2 separate regions of the Sus scrofa genome follow, and region 2 is linked to region 1. A link is a contact called in public Hi-C data. All regions are on one chromosome and are shown on one strand. Each heading gives the region's core, a stretch centred on a gene start, on an enhancer-like site or on the middle of the called end of the contact. The rest is flanking DNA. Distances are from core to core; before and after follow the strand shown. Region 1 has its middle 68 kb from the start of MIR133A-2. Region 2 overlaps LOC106510680 (a long non-coding RNA gene).

Region 1 (5,371 bases), core at 1,525-4,024:
TGGGGAGGGCAGGTGGTGTTCTCTGTGCCCCCACCTGGAATTCTGCTTGCACAGGGGAAACCAAGCTTCCTGAACAAGAAGTGTTTTCTATCTGTGTGTGTGGTCAGAGGCTGTCAGACCGGGCCTCAACTGAGGAAATTGTTCATTAAAGAGAAACCTCTAAATTTTTTTCTCTTTTTAAGGGGATGTTCTAGGTGTGAAGTAACTGCCTAATAAACGTCAAGACGGTGAGTAAATGTGACATTCTTGTGCGTCAGGATAGCAACGTAAGCACTTATTGAGTACCTACCACACACAGTGCATTATACATATCGTCTGATTCCGTCACTGAATTTCATTTTACCTGTGAGGATGGGGAGGTTCAGAGAAATTCAGCAAATTTCTCAGTTTTTCATTTAGTTAGTAGCTGCACTAGGGTTCCAACATTAGTTTTCTTTTTCTTATCTCCCCTCCCTCCCTTCCTATCTTTTTTTTTTTTTTTAAACCACAACCTGATATCGCACACCTGCCTTTGATGGGAGCTCTGAGGTCTGTCAGGAAAAAAGGTGATGTGAGAATTGACTGTCAATGAGAGTTTCAAGTTGAATGGGAAGAACCCAGGCGGTTAGTAACATACCTCACCTTCCCCCTTCTTGAGTTTTTCCCTGAAGGATTGTAGGAAAAAAAAAATTCCCTGGACTGGTGTCTTCCTTGGTGCACCAACTCCTCTCTCCCACGAGGGGTCAGTAAAATCCTCTTAGTGACCTGAAGAGCTGCTGCTGCCATTAGGACTCCATGGCTTAGCCCTGGGGCAGGGGGATCTTTCTGCTGTTGGAGGGAGCTCTGCCTTTCACGTACTCTCTTTCGCATGCCTCTTTCTTCAAGCCGAATTCATCTGACACCTGCACCCCATCCCCACGTTACCTTCTGGTGTGAAATGGATGAAATGAACACAAAGCCTTAATTTACTCTTTTCTTTTAAAATAGTGTTTCAGTTAACAATGACTGAAATAGGAGTTCCTGTTGTGGCGCAGTGGAAACGAATCCAACTAGGAACAATGAGGTTGTGGGTTCGACCCCTGGCCTTGCTCAGTGGGTTAAGGATCTGGCGTTGCTGTGAGCTGTGATGTAGGTCGCAGATGTGGCTGGGATCCTGCGTTGCTGTGGCTGTGGTGTAGGCTAGCAGCCGTAGTTCTGATTCAATCCCTAGCCTGGGAACCTCCATGTGTCACAGGTATGGCCTTAAAAAAAGAAAAAAAATGATTGAACATAAAACAGGGTTACAAATTATTAAAGTTCTATGTTTTGTAATTGTTGTATCTAAGTATTCAGAATGAGAACTGACAGGTCAAAAGCACTAATCATACATTTAACATGTATGAAGTACCTCCTAAGGTGTGGTGGCTCATTCTTCCCATGGCATTTGAACCCTGGCAGTCCAGCTCCAGTCTCTGACCCTAGTCTGTAGCACATAGCCTCTCGACCAGACAAACAGAAATCAGTGCCTTCCATGGTTTTGGCAAAAGAGGTATTCAAGTTAATATGGACATTCAAGATCAAGGTTTTTGTGGGGCCTGGAGCTTATATAATTTGGGATGTCCTCTTTAGGAAAACAATAGAAAATCACAAATACAAACGTAGACATTAAAGTAATTTTTTTTTTTTTTGGTCCTTTTGCCATTTCTTGGGCCGCTCCCGTGGCACATGGAGGTTCCCAGGCTAGGGTCGAATCGGAGCTGTTGTTGCTGGCCTATGCCAGAGCCACAGCAACGCAGGATCCGAGCCGGGTCTGCTCACGGCAACACCGGATGGTTAACCCACCAAGCAAGGCTAGGGATTGAACCTGCAACCCCATGGTTCCTAGTTCGATTCGTTAACCACTGAGCCACGACAGGAACTCCAGTAAATTTTTATTTAGAATGAGAAAAATAAATCACAGCAAATTGCAATTAGGAAAAAAGACTACAAATATTTCCAAATCGGGGATGGGGGGAACATATTTTTATTAAGAAATCCCTTTATTGTAAATGCTTCCCCCACACACACCCCATCCCTAATATCTTGACTGGAGACCAGGCCATTTTGACTAGGTGTTAATACCTAAATCTTTGGCTCACCATTTACATGTCCGATGATTGGAAGAATTTTTCACAGGCCAGCTTCCAGTTGCCTTTATTGCAAATGTTTTTTCTCCCGCACGACCCATGTATGAGGGGGCCATGGGACACATGTATCCTGACGGACCCTCTTGGCCCTGCCTTCTTTCATCACACCACCAGGCAGGGAGGGGGAGAGGCGTGGTCCTAGAAGCCATGTCCATACCAGGCTGGCTTAGCAATCACTTCAACATACAGAGAAGCCACCACAAGCCATGTCGATGTCTGCCCTTGACACAGAGAAGCAGAAGAAAAGTGGGAGTGCAAACACTAAGTAGTCTTCACCAATTGCCCTTGAAATATATGACTTTTAGAGTTCCCACTGTGGCACAGCGGCTTAAGGATCCAGAGCTGCTGCAGCTGCAGCTCGGATTCGATCCCTGGCCGGGAACTTCCTTATGTGATGGTTGCGGCCAAAGGTGGGAAACAAAACAAAATATTACTTTCACCTATTTTACAAACAATGTGACCCTATGAACCACTCCGGGACCCTTCCCCAGGTTTGGGAGGGGCCTGCCTGAGGGCCTGTGGCTCAGGCCTCTTGAGGATTAGGGGAAATGCCCCCAGACGTCCTTACGGAGCTAACTCAGGCCTGGCCTTTCTGTGGCTGGAGGGGAGTGTGCCAGCAGATGGCAGAGAGTCACCACCGCCTGTTGCTGGCAAGGACACCATCTCCATCTAGTGAGAGGATCTCTCCAACAGCAGGCAGGCCAGGCACAGGATCACAGGTTTCCCCATTACCCCCAATGTTGCAGTCTCTTCGAGGATAAAACGCAATAGGGAAGGGCGGTATCGTTATATCAGTAAGAAAGATCAAGGGACAGCGGGACAAAAGTGCTTGTGCAGCAGACACCTAACAACATGCAGCTTTCTCGTGTTAGCCACGTCCCTGGGGACCCGGTGCAGATGGAAGCCTTGCTCATCCCTCTCCCTTGGCCTGAGAACTTCTCCATCCAGGGCACGTCCTACACTCTGCCCCCGAGCCCTGGAGCCTTCCCAGGAGTGTCAAGATGGGGATCTCTCCTCTATCCCAACTCCTACAAGTTTTAACAGTTCCCATCACAGCTATTTGTTAAGGACCTATTCTGGGTGAGCCTTTGGTTTAACCTCAGGGGTTTGCTTACAAAGCATTTTATGTGAGTCCCATCTCTGTTGAGCCAAATTATAAACAAATTGATGACAGGGACCAGGATTTCTTGCTGGCCTATCGCAGCTGTGGGCATGTCAGCACTGGATAAATACTCAAGTGATTGATGCAGGTCCGTCTCCTCTCTGAGGACCGAACCTCTTGGCAGCTTCCTCTGAGGAGCCTGGAGGCTCCCTAGCCTGGTGGAGAAGGAGATAAAGTTCCCTGAAGGGATTCTAATGGGGTCCCCTACCCTCGCTGTGGGGCTCTCTCACAGTTGGTAGCTCAGATCACAAGCAACTTTTCTTCTCCAGGGAACTGGTTAGAGGCTTTGATTTTTGCAAAATGGTCTTCCGAATCTAGTGACTGCCACCCCTCGCCCAGGTTTCTTTCTTTTTCTTCCTTTTTTTTTTTTTTTTAGGGCCACACCCATAGCATATGGAGGTTCCTAGACTAGGGGTCAAATTGGAGCTGTAGCTGCCACCCTACACCCCAGCCACAGCAACACTGGATCCAAAACACATATGTGACTTATGCTGCAGCTTGTGGCAACACAGGACCTTAACCTACTGATCAGGGCTGGGGATTGAACCTGCATCCTCATGGATACTAGTTGGATTTGTAACCCACTGAGCCACAATGAGAACTCCCCAGATTTTTTACTCAAAACTGGATCTAGCCCGGTGTCTCCTAATGTCATGAGTACATCCGACCTTCTCTTGTCATGTGTCTGTCCGGGGAGGCATGGGCAGAGCGACTCAAGTCTCACCCTGACCTGGTTTCAGTGCTCTGTCCCCTTGCCTCCTCGCCCTGCTTTCCTCCTGTGCTTAGGACCCTCCAAAGGCTTTGCCTCTAACCTGGGAAAGAAAACAGAATCCCTCCATGGTCCAGGCCCCTGGCATCCTCCCACCCCAGCCTCTCACTGCCTCCTTTTTCTTTCCCAAACATGCCACCCACTTTTCTACCCCTGGGCCTTGCATCTGCTGTTCCCTCCACCTTCAACGACTTTCCCATGAACATTCACAGGGCTCACCCCTCACTTCCTTCAGGCATCTGCTCAAATGTCTCCTCACCAAAGAGGGCTTCCCCGACGACTCTGAGTGTAACAACCAGTCCCCACCCTTTCTTACCCTGGTCCCCTCACTGTACCATTTTTCCTTGTTCACTGTTTTTCTCCCCCAACCAGAACATAAATTCTGTGAGGGCACAGCCTCTGCCAATCTTGGTCATGATTGTATTCCCAGTGCTCAGAACAGATTCTGACACATCCTAGCAGGCATCCATTAAACACGTGTTGAAAGATCAGATTAAGTGAAATAATATGTGAAACTGCTTCATAAGGAGATTACCAAAAGTAAGTTGTCACCAATGCAACAATCGCTAATAATTATCGATTATTTACTAATGCCAATCACCATGCTAAGAGTTTACATCTCATTTAATTTGCACAGCACCAAGATTCCTATTGTCGTTTATGATTTTTAGTCAAATAAACTGTTTTCTTAGTAACTTGGGCCCTGATAAGGAAGAAGGAAAACAGAGTTACCAGTTGGTTAAAATGCTGCAAACCCACACCTGGAGTGACTTGTCTTGTCTTTTTTTTTTGTCTTTTTGCCTTTTCTAGGGCTGCTTCCGCGGCATATGGAGGTTCCTAGGCTAGGAGTCCAATTGGAGCTGTAGTTGCCGGCCTGCGCCAGAGCCACAGCAACACGGGATCCGAGCCATGTCTGCAGCCTACACCACAGCTCACAGCAACGCCGGATCCTCAACCCACTGAGCAAGGCCAGGGATTGAACCCTCAACCTCATGGTTCCTAGTTGGATTTGTTAACCACTGAGCCACAATGGGAACTACTCATTTTTTTTTTTTTTTTAACATGACATTGTGATGTCTAAGTTGTGTTTGTTTCCCCAAACCAATTTCTCTGAACTTGGCTGGGCTCTGTGTGAGGACAAGACATTGGGGAAAGTAAATGAAGCCCTTGAAAACATGTTGGCCTGTCATTTTCCCTGCGCTTCTCCCCACCCTGATCCTCTAATAATGTTCTTGCTGGGGAAAAGGACATAGACAGAACCCTACCAGCAGGCTAAGAATTCTTGGTCTGAAGAAG
Region 2 (5,697 bases), core at 627-3,126, 770 kb after region 1:
GAACACAGCTAGTAGTTCAGGCAGATCCAGGCCTGGAACCCAAGTCTCCTCACCCAGTGCTCTTTCATAGCCAGCATGATGCTTCCCTCTCCCATAGTCTAGACCTTCACCAATCTAGCATGTATCCCACACCCTCCTCTCAGTGCTAAGACTCTGCACATCCCTGGCCTGGCCTCTCTGATGCAGCCCCTCACATCAGGTAAGCCAAGGGCTTCCCTCAGCTCACCCTTCTCTGATCATTTTTCCTCGCCCTCTGCTAATCAGGCCATGCTAACATGTGTCTGACCTTTTCCTCCATCAAAAAGCCACATCAGAATAGAATGTGTACATGTACATGTAACTGGGACACCATGCTGTACAGTAGGAAAAAAAATTGTATTGGGGAAATAACTATAAAATAATAATAATAATAACAAAAAATTAAAAATACAATAAAATAAAATAAAAAGCCACATCAGGAGTTCCCGTCGTGGCTCAGTGGAAATGAATCTGAGGAGAAACCATGAGGTCGCAGGTTCGATCCCTGGCCTTGCTCAGTGAGTTAAGGATCTGGCATTGCCATGGGCTGTGGTGTAGGTAGCAGACGTGGCTCAGATCTGATGTTGCTGTGGCTGTGGTAGAGGCTGGCAGCTATAGCTCTGACTGGACCCCTAACCTGGGAATCTCCATATGCCACAAGTACGGCCCTAAAGAAGCAAGAAAAACAAACAAACAAACACATCATCCCCCCTCAATCCCAGAGCTAGCTACTCTGCCTACCAAGGTAACAGTTATTTTGCCTAATAATTGTGTCTGTCTATACACTAGGGAAAGAAGATTAGAGAAGCTTTCTCCCCTCCAAGGTGACACATGCAGTTTCTACAGACAGAAAGGAGATTACAGCAGCATTGAGGCACCCCAGGAAGGTGTCTCCATAAGTCTGTGTCCATGACTGGTTATGATCACTGACCATTGATCTTGCTGATCCCAACAACCCACTGCCTACCCAGGATGACCTCTACCTTGAGAATAAGTGTTTTGGCACAAAAGGATTCTAGCCTTTAGTTGAATCAAGATGGAATGTGACAATGGGGTTGGCAGTTTGCAGACAAAATGAAAAATAATAACGTCTATATAGAGAGCACTTGCTACAGGCCAGACTATTACTGATTAATTTATTCGCTAATTAATTCAACATATATTAAAGCGTAACCAACTACATGCTAGGCACTTTTTAAGGTCTGGAGATAAGAGAGAGCATGCTGTTTTCAAGATGGTTTAATAAGATCAGAATACGGAGTTCAGAAGGGAGTAGAAAGAGATGAGGCTAAAGAGGCAAGGCAAAGGGCAAATAAAAGGAGTCTTGGTGCCACGTGAAGGATTTTTGACATTATTCTTTTAGAAAGAAGGAACAAGAACTTCAGAAAGGTATCAGGACTGATGATATAGATGTGGTAGTTTCCAGTGCATTCATAATCCTCACCAAAGAACCGAGAAAAGCCGGCATTGTTATTCTTTTCTAACAGATTAAAAGCCCATAGGACACATCTATTGATTTTATCTGCCACAACCCCTTTCCTCTTCACCTAGTAACAGCCTCCCCCTTCTTTTAGTAAACTGCTCCTCCCCACCCAAGGCATGCGGTTTAAGTGGAGCCAATGTAGCACCCAGGGCCAGTGAGCTCCAGGGCCACTGATCCAAGCTGGGCCATTACAGTAGCTTACATTTCCGGCCAGTCTTAGGGTGACATGACCAGAAGGAGGAAACTTTTTCCTAGGTTGTTCTGAATTGTACTGGGGTGAAGGGCCCCTTCCTCCCACCACAAGGCTGTACACATGTCAGCACCTCAGCCACGGGCATATATAGCACAGAGAGGCAGAACTGCAGTGGGAAGGAATTTAACAGGGACCCATGAGAAGAAAGAGAGGAGTCCCAGTTGCAATAAGAGCTTGGTTCCTGTGGTGCTCTGTTACACCCCTGCCTTTCCAACAATATCAATAGCGAGTCCCTCCCAGGATCTAAGCTAGTTTAAACTAAGCTTCTGTGACAAGTCACTGGAAGTCCTGACTAATATGGAAACTGAGACTTAGGTAGGTTATAAACAACTGAACTAAGGCAGGTGGTAAGCAGAACTTGGAATTAAGCCCAGGATATTCTGGCCACCGCACCACATTGCAGAGTCCAGAGTTCTAAGATGATGTTCACTTTCTGGCTAGAGGAGAATCTCAGACTTTGTGGTTAAGTGAATGAAAAATTAAAGATGAGTCAAGAACCAGGTTCAAAATCAGACAAGCTAAATAACTGCAACATTAGACAAGTCAGTTCATCTCTTTGAGCTCCATTTGTTACATAATATAGATATATGTGCAGCTCACTTCATAGGTGTTTGGTTAGTTAAGGAGGATGATACATGTGGGAGCATTTTGAAAACAGTAAAGAACCCATCCCAAGGTAAGTAGTGCCAATCTCTATCAGTGATAGGAATGTGTATTAAATCCATTCTCTCTCTTGTTGCTTAAACCACAATCACATGAGTGGGAAACAGAAATCCAGAATGTTATCTCATCCATGTTAATTTCCATCTGAATAAACAGTCACTTCTGTGTTATTGTTGTTCCTGAACATTTATTGAAAGCCAGACAGGGTCTGGGTGCCCTGAAAAATACAAAATCCAGAGAAGTCTCTGGGAAAGGCAGGAAATCCAGAGCAATGGTTGGCATGGTACTTGGGAACAAGCAACCAAGGTGTGGTCCCTAAGTCCCCTTCAGAATTAACATGGCAGTGTGTCCACATTCTGAGTCTGCTTTGCACAGCCTTTTCCATTCCCCTCTCTCATCAGACGTTTTGAAGACTGGCAAGATAATTCAGTGTGCAGGTCTTGGGGACAGAACATGACGTTCTGTAATGAGGTTTGGTTCTGCTTATTGCAGACATCACTTCATTTTGAAAACAGAACCCTGTCTTTTCCTTTGGGGTATTTTATGACATTGTTAGTGTTTTTCTTTGCTGCACAGGTGTACCATGCTTAGACAATAAGGAATTCTTTGTCCTGGAAATGTACATGTAAATTGCTTTTCATCAGAATCAAATTATATCAAAATGTAACAGGATCCCTGCAGAATTCATATGGTAGGTAGTATTGCCAATAGCTAAGAGCGGTGGGTGGAAGTCAGAAAATTGAGATTCAAGCATTAGTTCAATCATTCCCTCCTTGTGTGATTCTTATAATTCATTTAACATCTTTGCTGGATAATTTTCACAGCTGTAATATAAGGATAAAATGAGTCTTTTACCTACACTATGGAGTTGCACGAGTGCCCAATGAAATGTTCTTGAGTAAGATAAAAAAAGACTAAATCCATGGCCTCTGAAGTTTCAATCCTTATTCATAAAAATCCAGTTACAAGAATTGGAAACAATGAGGAAAGAAGGCAATGGATGTGAAAATGAAGCCATCTCAAGCAATAGGCATACCGCTGTACATAGCCAGAGCTCATAAGTATTTCCTGATACATAAAAAGAAAATATAGGGAGTTCCCTGGTGGTCAGTGAGCACTGATCCAGCATTGTCACTGATATGGCTCTGGTCACTGAAACATATCTAGTTCAGCCACTGTTTATAATCCTTCACAAGCAGTCCTACACTCAAGTGGCACTCACGTATTCTTACAACAAAGGCTATTAGCAACCTGTTAAAAATAACTCTTATGATCAGAAGCCACAGTTGAAAAAATCATTTGCATATCTTAAGTCATTCATTTACCTTAGGAATCTTATGTTTCCAGAGACAGTTCTCAGAAGGTGGTTCCTAAGATGCCAGCATCAGAACCTATCCTGAGGTTACATTTTGAAAATGTAGAATTCTGAATCCCAGCCTTGATTCAGTGAATTAGAAACTGAATAATTTGCATTTTAACAAATGCACACACACACACACACACACACACACACAGAAACTGAACCCATTCCTACACTGTAATTCTAAAGTTCGAGAGCAGTTTTCAAGTTTCTAGGAATAAGAAAAATTATTTTAGAAAAACCTGGTTCTGTAGAAATGCCTTCAACCTGGGGGATTTTCTATGCTAAATGTAATAAACACTTCTACTGGGTCCTGGAAATTCATCATGCTATTAACAGTTAATTAAAACCTATTAAAAAATCAGATCCTGAAATTCCAGTGTTATATAATTATACATGTGCTCTGTGAAGTGTAATACAAATGTTATATATTATGTGCCTATTCATCTGCTGGTTAATTTTAATATTTGAATTATTCTTCATATCTGATTTTTCTTAAAATGAGGCAAGACTATAGTTAGAGCAAGGGCATGGTGAACTGGGATCCCTCCTTCTGGAAGGTGGGGAGGGCAGGCACTATTGAACCACAGAAGCCAGGCATCTAGCAATTGGGCGCTCACTCAGTAGGGTGACAGCCAAGAACTGCAGCGTTTGAGATTTCACCCTACTTAGGTGCTAACAAGTTCGGCTACTCAGTTTCACGGGTGCTGCTAGAAGATACAAGATTCCTGGATCAGGAGTTCCCGTCATGGTGCAACAGAAATGAATCTGACTAGGAATCATGAGGTGGCGAGTTCAATCCCTGGCCTTGCTCAGCGGGTTACAGATCCAGCGTGGCTGTGGCTGTGGCCGGCAGCTACAGCTCCAACTTTACCCCTAGGCTGGGAACTTCCATATGCCAAGGGTGCGGCCCTAAAAGGAAAAAAAAAAAATCCTGGATCAGAGAAAAGGACTTTAGCACTCAAGCCAGAGCAGTAGCATTGGTTTCCCTTACTCCCCAGGTTCCACAGCAGCACAGGGGGAATGCCCCGGTGGATGCTGTGCATACTGTTGGTTTGCGTCACAGCTGAGCAATGCTTGGCTTAGGGAACCCAAATCTTATAAAAGCTGCAAGCAAAGCTTCCCAACCTTTTCTCCAGGAGGAGACATTATTTTTATTACACTGGACAAAGGCAAACCTCTGCTCTGCATACACTGTCTCTATTTTCCAAGACCATTCACTATAAAACACCCTTGAGGAGTTCCCTAGCCCACTAGTGGTTAAGGATCCAGCATTGTCACAGCTGTGGCATGGGTTCAATCCCTGGCCTGGGACCTTTCATATGCCGCAAGCACAGACAATAAATAAATAAATAAGTAAATCATCCTTGAGAACATAATCCGGAACAAAAGACTGTCAGTGCCTCTGGTCACTAAATATGCAAGAGACCCATACAGACTTGTCCCCTAACAGTGACTTTGCAGGTTCTAGAAAAGTCCTGGAGTCGGGTAATAATATCAACCCATTGAATCACTCATTTGCATCAAAGAAGTTTTAGTGAGAGAAAAAACCCCAATTCCACTCCCTCAAGAAGAAAAGCAGAGCACACAGCCAGGAACATAGCAGTTGTTCAACAAATGCTAATTCCCTTCCCCAGTCTCCCTACATAGTTTCTTCCACATGATCTAGGTGCTCTTTTCTTTGTGACACATCCTCTTATGGCCCCTGTTTTCAACTTTATTAAAAAAAAATATTAAAGCTGAAAGTATGCATCCCAATGGAGTTTGTCCCAGATGGCCCTACCTATAGTTTCCCCAAAGAACTTACCTGGATGTTTTGTCCTGGAGTTTGACTTTCTGTTTTTGTGCATGTGTCATACACTAGGTGGTGCTAATGGCCCGATCTGAGCTGGGATGCTTTTTCCAGTGAGGCTAACTGAT

Evidence for each region. A called contact is a pair of places that touch in the nucleus more often than the background predicts.
Region 2: a Hi-C map of omental adipose tissue shows a contact between it and region 1, with 1.9 times the contacts expected there. The contact joins two enhancer-like sites. A contact is called at or near these places in 2 of 47 Hi-C or Micro-C datasets (embryonic fibroblasts and omental adipose tissue).

What each region holds. Positions count from the first base shown.
Region 1 is chr6:107,064,302-107,069,672 of Sscrofa11.1, forward strand. No RefSeq gene overlaps it. Among named protein-coding and RNA genes, the nearest start is that of MIR133A-2, 68 kb to the left of the region's middle. Within about 2 kb of position 2,775, at least 3 of the 83 cell types and tissues checked have an H3K27ac peak or open chromatin away from gene starts, as enhancers often do. A contact at or near this core is called in omental adipose tissue, where this site is marked.
Region 2 is chr6:107,835,040-107,840,736 of Sscrofa11.1, forward strand. All of the region lies in intron 2 of LOC106510680 (a long non-coding RNA gene), which reads right to left. Among named protein-coding and RNA genes, the nearest start is that of RBBP8, 86 kb to the right of the region's middle. Within about 2 kb of position 1,877, at least 4 of the 83 cell types and tissues checked have an H3K27ac peak or open chromatin away from gene starts, as enhancers often do. A contact at or near this core is called in omental adipose tissue, where this site is marked.